Linked DNA regions of Ovis aries: region 2 is linked to region 1. A link is a contact called in public Hi-C data. All regions are on one chromosome and are shown on one strand. The core of a region is the stretch at or near the end of the contact, and the rest is flanking DNA. Distances in the headings are between cores, read along the strand shown. Region 1 holds the start of SDF4 (stromal cell derived factor 4). Region 2 holds the start of ZBTB17 (zinc finger and BTB domain containing 17).

What was found. A called contact is a pair of places that touch in the nucleus more often than the background predicts.
Region 2: a Hi-C map of muscle shows a contact between it and region 1, with 4 times the contacts expected there. The contact joins the promoter of ZBTB17 here to the promoter of SDF4 in region 1. A contact is called at or near these places in 2 of 16 Hi-C or Micro-C datasets (liver and muscle).

The regions. Positions count from the first base shown.
Region 1 is chr12:50,587,100-50,591,254 of ARS-UI_Ramb_v3.0, reverse strand. It overlaps SDF4 (stromal cell derived factor 4), which reads right to left and starts at 2,423. Exons shown (of 7, transcript XM_027975826.2): 1 at 2,346-2,423. B3GALT6 (beta-1,3-galactosyltransferase 6) reads left to right here and starts at 2,551. Exons shown (of 1, transcript XM_004023657.5): 1 at 2,551-4,155. The coding sequence starts at 2,623. The coding sequence ends at 3,612.
Region 2 is chr12:50,919,623-50,923,611 of ARS-UI_Ramb_v3.0, reverse strand. ZBTB17 (zinc finger and BTB domain containing 17) reads right to left here and starts at 1,510. Exons shown (of 17, transcript XM_060396584.1): 1 at 1,414-1,510.

The DNA.
Region 1 (4,155 bases), core at 1,174-3,673:
AGGCAGGGAGCCACCCCTCCCACTCGCCATCTCCGTGTACACACACATTCACACGTAAACACAGCATGTGCATGCACGAGACGTGCACAAGTGCACTTGTGACCATATACACATGTGCACACATATACATACCTACACACATAGACCCACATGTGCTCATACGCACACATAATACACACACGTCCTTGCTCCAGGGTCCCTCCCACCGCAGGACTCCATTCCCCTCAATGTGTTCCTCTTGGAGCCTGTCCACCAGGCAAACACCTTCTGGCCCTTCCAGGTGCCTCAGAGGCCCCTTCCAGCAGGCCTGCAAGGGAGCAGCATAGGGAAGCTCCCCAAACCAGGGTGCCGTTGGCAGCCAAGCTGAGGCACAAAGGGTTCCTGAACCACAGTGCTCATCACCAGATCAAGGAGACCCCTGTGCTGGCCTCAGTATGACGGAGGCCAGGGAGAGCCCGTGGCCCATGGCAGACACTTGCTTCTCTGATGCCTCTTTTCTGTCCTATGTGCTCCTGGCTAACATCTCCCCTGGCAGGGGGACACCTCTGCACGTCACTCTGACGAGGACAGAATAAAGAGATAAAGCAGGTAATTAAATAGTTAATCCCACTAAGGTATCACAAGTAAACGAAAAAGTATGGGAGACCCCTGTAAGTTAATGATCACTCAAGAGAACAGGTCTGCCTAACCACAAAACCAAGCAGTCTTGCTCAGCAACAAAACCGTGCAACAGAAGCACAAGACATGCCCGAAAACAATAAAACAATGGTGGAATAAGGCCCACATCCTGCCTGGCAAAGTCAAGAAGTTAATGGTTCCTAGGACAAGCTCCTCTGTGCTCACTATAAACAAAAATATAAGGAAAAGGTCACATTATACTGAAACCTGAGATGATTTGCCATATTTAAGTTACCACCTTTTTACTCAGTCCCATTGCACCAGGACAGCCCCAGTTTGACATGTGGGGACAGGGTAGCGTGACCCCGGGGGACAGGGCAGCTTGACCATGCAGGGACAGGACAGCGTAACCACACAGGGAGGGACAAGACAGTTTGACCAGCTAGGAACAAGGAGGTCCCCGCCCAACATGGAGGAGGAGCTGATGATGGAGGAGTGGCGTCTACTCAAGAACGAGGAAAAAGATGGTCTTCCTCTCCCTCCCCACTGTCCTTTGGCTATAAAAATGTAGTAGCTTAATTCTCGGGGCAGAGTCCCCTTGCCTACCTGCTTGTATCTCTCATAAACGTCTTACACTATAAACTCTTTCCTCACCTGTCACCCTGGGGATTACTGAATTCTTTCTGCGCCAGATAGAAGAACCTCCACTTACTAAAGACGTGTCTGTCAGTTTCATGTTATCCCTGGACAAGATCCTGCTCTCCTGGCTCAGCTGGCTCATTCCTTGGAGGGGAACCTGTCTCACGGATGGGCAGCCTACGTCTCTCTTTCCATGTTTGAGAGGAACTGCACCCTCCTCAGCAGAACCCACCAGCTGTGCACTCTGTGCTGCCACCGCCCCCTCGACCACGTCTTCTGGAACTGCGGTTTGTCCCCGTCTGAGAGCACTGTCCACGCAGCAGGTTTTTCCACTCCACCACCATCTGTACGTTTCCGGAATTCCGGAGCAAACCAAGACAACTTCCTCCTGACCTTAACACCGCCCTCGTGATTCATGGCCATAAACACACAGGTGTCCTGTCCAAACCGACTGGACTTCACTTCTGGAAAGAACGGTCAGTCCCAGACTTTACTTGTCTTGATGGTCGTACAAGGGGTGTTATTTACTTGATATTTTGCGCAAAGCGTAAATGACCAGGTAGGTATCAGGAGATTAGGTAGACGTCCTCCTCTTGGTTCACAACACCCTGTTTTGCACCTTGTTGAGCACAGGAGTCAGTCGCTCACTTCTCTCCCGCCCCAGGTGAAGGGATTTCAGAGCAGGGGCTGCCCTACAGACTGGGGGACCCACCCTGGGTTCCTGAATACCCCTGGGGTCCACTCTGTGAAACAGGCAAGACCATCGTCGTTAAAACGCAAACGGTTTTTTAACAGATCCGTCCCCGGCCTCAGGAGTCGCACACGGCGTTGGCAACGACTGGCCCAGGCCGAGCCGGGTGTCCCAGGCTTCAGGCGGATCGGATGCTCCCCACCCCCAGCTCGGCGGGGCCGCGACCCCTGACCTCGCTCCACCGACCACCCGACCCAAGCATCTGAGGGGCCCGGTCGGCGGTAGCTGTGGGCCGTCCGAGGCCCAGTCGGCCTGCGCGCCCCCTTCCCGCCGCCCCGGGGCCGGGCGGGGGCTGTCACGCCCCGCGGCCCTCACTCACCGGCCTCCCTCCCCTCACCCAGGATCCGCGAGCGCGGCCTGAGCGCCCGCTACGCCTCCAACGGGCCTCCGTTTAGGCCGCAGCCATCTTTCTTCCGGGAAGAGGCGGGTCGGGTGGGGGGCGGTGCGAGCGGCGCGACCTCCCCACGCCGACGCCGGCGCAGCCATCTTTTCCCTGGGCGGAAGCGGCCTTACAGCTCTCCGGGGCAGCCAATGAGAAGAGCGCGGGGATCCACGTAGCCCGGCGGCGCGGTGCGGCCCCACGCGCGGCCTCTGTCCGCGGCGCTCCCCGAGCAATGAAGCTGCTGCGGCGCGCGTGGCGGCACCGGACGGCGCTGGGCCTGGGCGGCCTGGCACTGGGCGGCGTCGCGCTGCTCTACCTGGCGCGCTGTGCCGCGCCTCCCGACTCCGCGCTCTCCGGCCCCGCAGCACCGGCGCCCGTCCGTCCGGCGCGCGCCGCCGCCTTCCTGGCCGTGCTGGTGGCCAGCGCGCCGCGGGCGGCCGAGAGGCGTAGCGTGGTCCGCAGCACGTGGCTGGCGGCGCGGCGCGGCGGCCCCGGGGACGTGTGGGCGCACTTCGCCGTGGGCACCAGCGGCCTGGGCGACGAGGAACGGCGTGCCCTGGAGCGGGAGCAGGCTCAGCACGGCGACCTGCTGCTGCTGCCTGGGCTGCGTGACGCGTACGAGAACCTCACCGCCAAGGTGCTGGCCATGCTGGCCTGGCTAGACGAGCACGTGGCCTTCGAGTTCGTGCTCAAGGCGGACGACGACTCGTTCGCACGCCTGGACGCGGTACTGGCCGAACTGCGCGCCCGTGACCCTGCCCGCCGCCGCCGCCTCTACTGGGGCTTCTTCTCGGGCCGTGGCCGTGTCCGGCCCGGGGGCCGCTGGCGTGAGGCCGCCTGGCAGCTGTGCGACTACTACCTACCCTACGCGCTTGGCGGCGGCTACGTTCTCTCTGCCGACCTGGTGCGCTACCTGCGCCTCAGCCGCGAGTACCTGCGTGCCTGGCACAGCGAAGACGTGTCGTTGGGCGCCTGGCTGGCGCCAGTGGACGTGCAGCGAGAGCACGACCCGCGCTTTGACACTGAGTATAAGTCCCGTGGCTGCAACAACCAGTACCTGGTGACACACAAGCAGAGCCTGGAGGACATGCTGGAGAAACACCGGACGCTGACGCACGAGGGCCGCCTGTGCAAGCGCGAGGTGCAGCTGCGCCTGTCCTACGTCTATGACTGGTCGGCACCGCCCTCACAGTGCTGTCAGAGGAAAGAGGGCATCCCCTGACGGCCGAGCCGGCCCGCGTGCCCACAGGACGCCAGGGTCTCAACCGCGCAAGGCGGTGCTGCAAGGCCTCCCGTCGGCCTTCCTCTAGCAAAGCTGACAGCTTCTGCATGGTTCTTAGCATGAGGCTGGACCTCGAGAGGACCAGGTTTATCTGGTGACAACGGGCTTCCGAGCAAATGCCTCGCAGCGTGGATGACTCCTAAGCCCAGGAACCAGTCCATGCCCACCCGAGAGCATCTTGTTCTGGGTCTGGAACCAGCATCGTGTCCAGGCAGAAATGTCCTGTTTCTCGATTCAAGTATATGATCAGATGAGGGCGTCCTTATCAGGCAGCCCCATGGGGCTTATTCACTTACCTTCCTCTCCCAGGCTGGGGCCAAGGAGCCAGAGGGTGGAGCTGGAAGGACTTGGAGGACCTGACTCCAAAGAAAAATTCCCAAACCTGTTGGGGCAGTGGACAGTGTTATGTCCTGAAGCCACTGTACTGACCGTCCACCTGCACCAAGGGCCAAGATCGCATAAACTGGGCCCTGGCACTTGGAG
Region 2 (3,989 bases), core at 261-2,760, 330 kb before region 1:
CTAAGTCATCACCAACTTTGGTCAAGTCTACCTCCAACACATCTCTCCCCACCTTCTGCCTCTAATCTAACTCAAGGCCACGGTCATCTCTCACCTCCACAGTTCAAGTAGCCTCTTAACTGGACTCCAGGCCCATTCCCTTTAATACAGTCTTAACTAGCATGATCTTTCTAATCTACAAATCTGATTCTTATATGCGTTCTCAACCTAAAATTGCAAGTCCATAGCTAGGTTTAAAAACTTCCCTAGGGGAGATTCCACTACAGGATTCGTGGTTGGGGAACTAAGGATGCCTCATGCCCCACGGCTGCTTTCCCTTCCCAAAACAAGACCCCTGAGGACCAGACCACACACTAGTGTCTTTCATCTCTGTCCCTAGGCAGCTTTCTCACACATTCCATCTTCAACTGAGAATACTCTTCCCCTTTTCTGCCTGCAAGCTCCAAGCATCCTCCAGTTCTGTTTCCTGGGGAACAGAAGCCTTCCTGGATTTGCCTAAACTGAGTGAGGTGCCTCTACTCAGTATTTTCTGCTTTTTTCCCATCATATCAGAATTGCCTACATTTCAGTATGTCTCCCACTTGAGTTTCTGAGCTCTGGGTGATGATGATGATACAAAAAATAACAGCAACAAGCACACACAGCATTTACTTTGTGCCAGCAGGCCTTCTTAGCACTTTACACCGATTATCTCATTTAACTTTTATAATCGTTTTAGGAGGCAGATTTTATTCTCAACCGTGCTTTAAGGATAAGAAAACCGAGGCAGGAGGCGAGGAACCAACGTGCCTAAGGACACAGTTGGCAAGCACCGAGACAGGATTCAAACTCGGCTGCTTGGCTCCACAGCCTACACTTTTTAACCACTCGCTCTATCCTCTGAACCCATCAGGAGTTGAACCACAGTCTGTGGAACGCATGAATGAATGAAATGGTCTCATACAGGGGCAGTATCGGTCTCCACCACGACAAACTCCTTCTAGGCCCTCACAGGCATGTGTCCTCCAGCCCCACCGGCCAAAGTGAGCTGCGCGGGCACCCCGCCACCTCGCGGCCTCAGAACGCCCACCAGCCGCGGCACGCGGGGTCAAGGGGCGGTGACAGCCGGGCGGCGGGGGCGGAGATGCTACCAGCTGGGGTGTCACCCAGCCCGGAGGCGACTCGCGCTCCCTCGCCGGGACGGCGAGTCCAGTCCGCCCGCCCACTATCCGCCCGCTCGCCAGGCAGCGTCCCCCACCCATTTGTCCTGCACCCTCATGTTGTGCGGGGTCCCCTCAGTCCAGGTTCCCGTCCCAGTCCACTTCCCTCCCCTCCCCCACACAACCGTCCCCGGCGTCCCGCCGCGTCCCATCCTCCGCCGCCTCCGCCTGACTCCTGGGACTCCCCACGCCCCGGATGGTTGCTGACCCTCACCTGCCATGTCCTGGGCCCCACCACAGAAGGAGGTGCATCACGGCCGCAAGAAGGCCGGGGACAGCACTTCAGAGCAGACAAAGGGCGCCGCCATGTTAAAGTCGGGCGGAACCGACCTCGCTGGCTTCCCGGCTGCAACTTCCGGCGCGTGCGCAGTGCCCTCCTAGGCGTAGCTTGCGGACTGGCGCATGCGCATAGTAATCGAGAAGTTCTGTAAAACAGTCCTGTGCGCTTAGAAATTCTCATTGTAACCTTTCCTTGGTTTTCTGTTTCAAATGTAAAAGTAACAGCTTCTACGTGTTCAGCGCTTCCTGTGTTGCCAGGCACTCTGTTAACCAGTTTACGCGCATTATCTCAAGTCCTCTCACCGTTATACGATAATATTTTTCTCCCACTTTTGAAGAAGGGAAAACGGAGTTTCAGGGTAAATGAATTGCCCGTTATCACGCGTCTTACAAGTGGTGAAGCAGAGCTGTGAATGAACCTAGTTGTGGCATCAAAGCTGTAGGACCACAGTTAGGTTTTTCTACCTTCTGAGTTAAACGTTACCCGTTTCCCTGTTTAGGGGATATCCAGGATTCAGTTCAGTTCAGTCGCTCAGTCGTGTCCGACTCTTTGCAACCCCATGAATTGCAGCACGCCAGGCCTCCCTGTCCATCACCAACTCCTGGAGTCCACCCAAACCCATGTCCATTGAGTCGGTGATGCCATCCAACCATATCTCCAATAGCATGTTGGGCACCTACCGACCTGTGGAGTTCATCTTTCAGTGTCCTATCTTTTGCCTTTTCATACTGTTCATGTGGTTCTCAAGGCAAGAATACTGAAGTGGTTTGCCAGTCCCTTCTCCACTGGACCACATTCTGTCAGACCTCTCCACCATGACCGGTCTATCTTGGGTGGCCCCCCATGGCATGGCTTAAGTTTCATTGAGTTAGACAAGGCTGCGGTCCATTAGCCTGTGTGTGAATGAGGATGCCTGAAAACAAAATTTGCCCTGCAGACTTTACCAGCTCCTGTGTGGTGTCTTTCCAACTTTTCAGCACCGCCAGGCCATTGACTTTTCTATTTCCTAATAGTTCTCCTTTCTTCAGTTTTGACCCTGTTTATTTTCATGATCCCTAATTTTAACAACACCCTTGCAACAACCTTGATCTCCTTTGCTCTCTTGCCTTTTTGTCACGTGGATTTCATAAGAATTTCAACCCTGGATGAATCCAACTGCTCCTTTTTCCCTTTGCCAACACCTGGAGAGCCAGACACAACTGGAGAAAGTACCCAATGGGACAGACTGTTCTCTACAAATTCATGACTGCTGGCCTTAAGAGGGACTTCAACAAATGTCAGTCTGGCCAATTCACTGCTGCTGTCTTCACAATAACTAGAGGACCTAAAACACTCAGCAACAGTTGACTTCACCTTTTCTTTTACAGGAAAAAAAATAATAGCAAATCTGATAGGAACCTTCTTGTCTTCCCAATACTAAACATGTAAGTTGCTACTTCTGAGTCCATCTGTGTTGGATGTAGTCAATTGAGACTTGCAATCCTTTCCTTTCAGAATCTAAAAAGTTAAATTTTTATTTCCCAAACTCAGTAGCAGTTAGAATCCCAGGTACAGGTAGATTAAGATTTGGAAGCCATTGACCTGCTGATGTTAGCTGATTTTTGCTGGCAAGAAAGGTCGTGCAAATGTGGTGTGTTGCAGCCAGCAGAGCACGGTGGCCTGTCTCCAGCTTCTTGAGTGTTCAGAAGTATATACGAGATGGGGGCCACCAAACTCAGCATTCTGGTGCCTGGAGCCAGTGTCTAGTCCCAAATCTAGAGCCATGGACACTTGCTGTGGTGATGTGTTTATTTTTTCAAGTCTTAGAAATCATGTTTTTCTTTTTTTAATGTTTATTTTTATGCATTTATTTGGCTGTGCTGGATCTTCATTGCTGGGTGGGCTTTCTCTCGTTGCAGCAAGTGGGAGCTATTCTTTGTTATGGTGCATAAGCTTCTCATTGAGGTGGTTTCTCTTGTTGAGGAGCCCAGGCTTTAGGGCTCATAGGCTTCAGTAGTTGCAGCTCCTGGGCTCTAGAGCAAAGCTTCAATAGCCATGGCGCTCGAGCTGAGTTGCCCAAGGCATGAACATCATGTTTATTTTTACCTTTTGCACCATGACAACAAAAAGTACACAGTGGATAAGTGAATAGTTACATAAATTAATCAAAGGCCTAAAAGACAATGCAATTGAGAGGATGAAAATGAATAAATAGTTTTAAAAACAATCAATCTAAACCCCAGAGGGAATTAATGATAAATGATCCACAAGAGAAATTGGGAAAATCTGCTAGATGCAGGCTAAACATCCAGCCTCCAGTTATGAAGATAAAGTTAGGATCTGGACACGTGTTCATTATACCTGCATTTCAGCTCACTGTTTGGGGAGCAAGTGGTTGCAGGTATTAAAAAAATCACATTAACCGTATTTATAATCACACATTCACTCGCTTTTTAAGACACGTGGTTTTATAATTTATAAAGCAATTACCCAAAACTTACAAAAGACATGAGAACACCACCAGCCTCTCC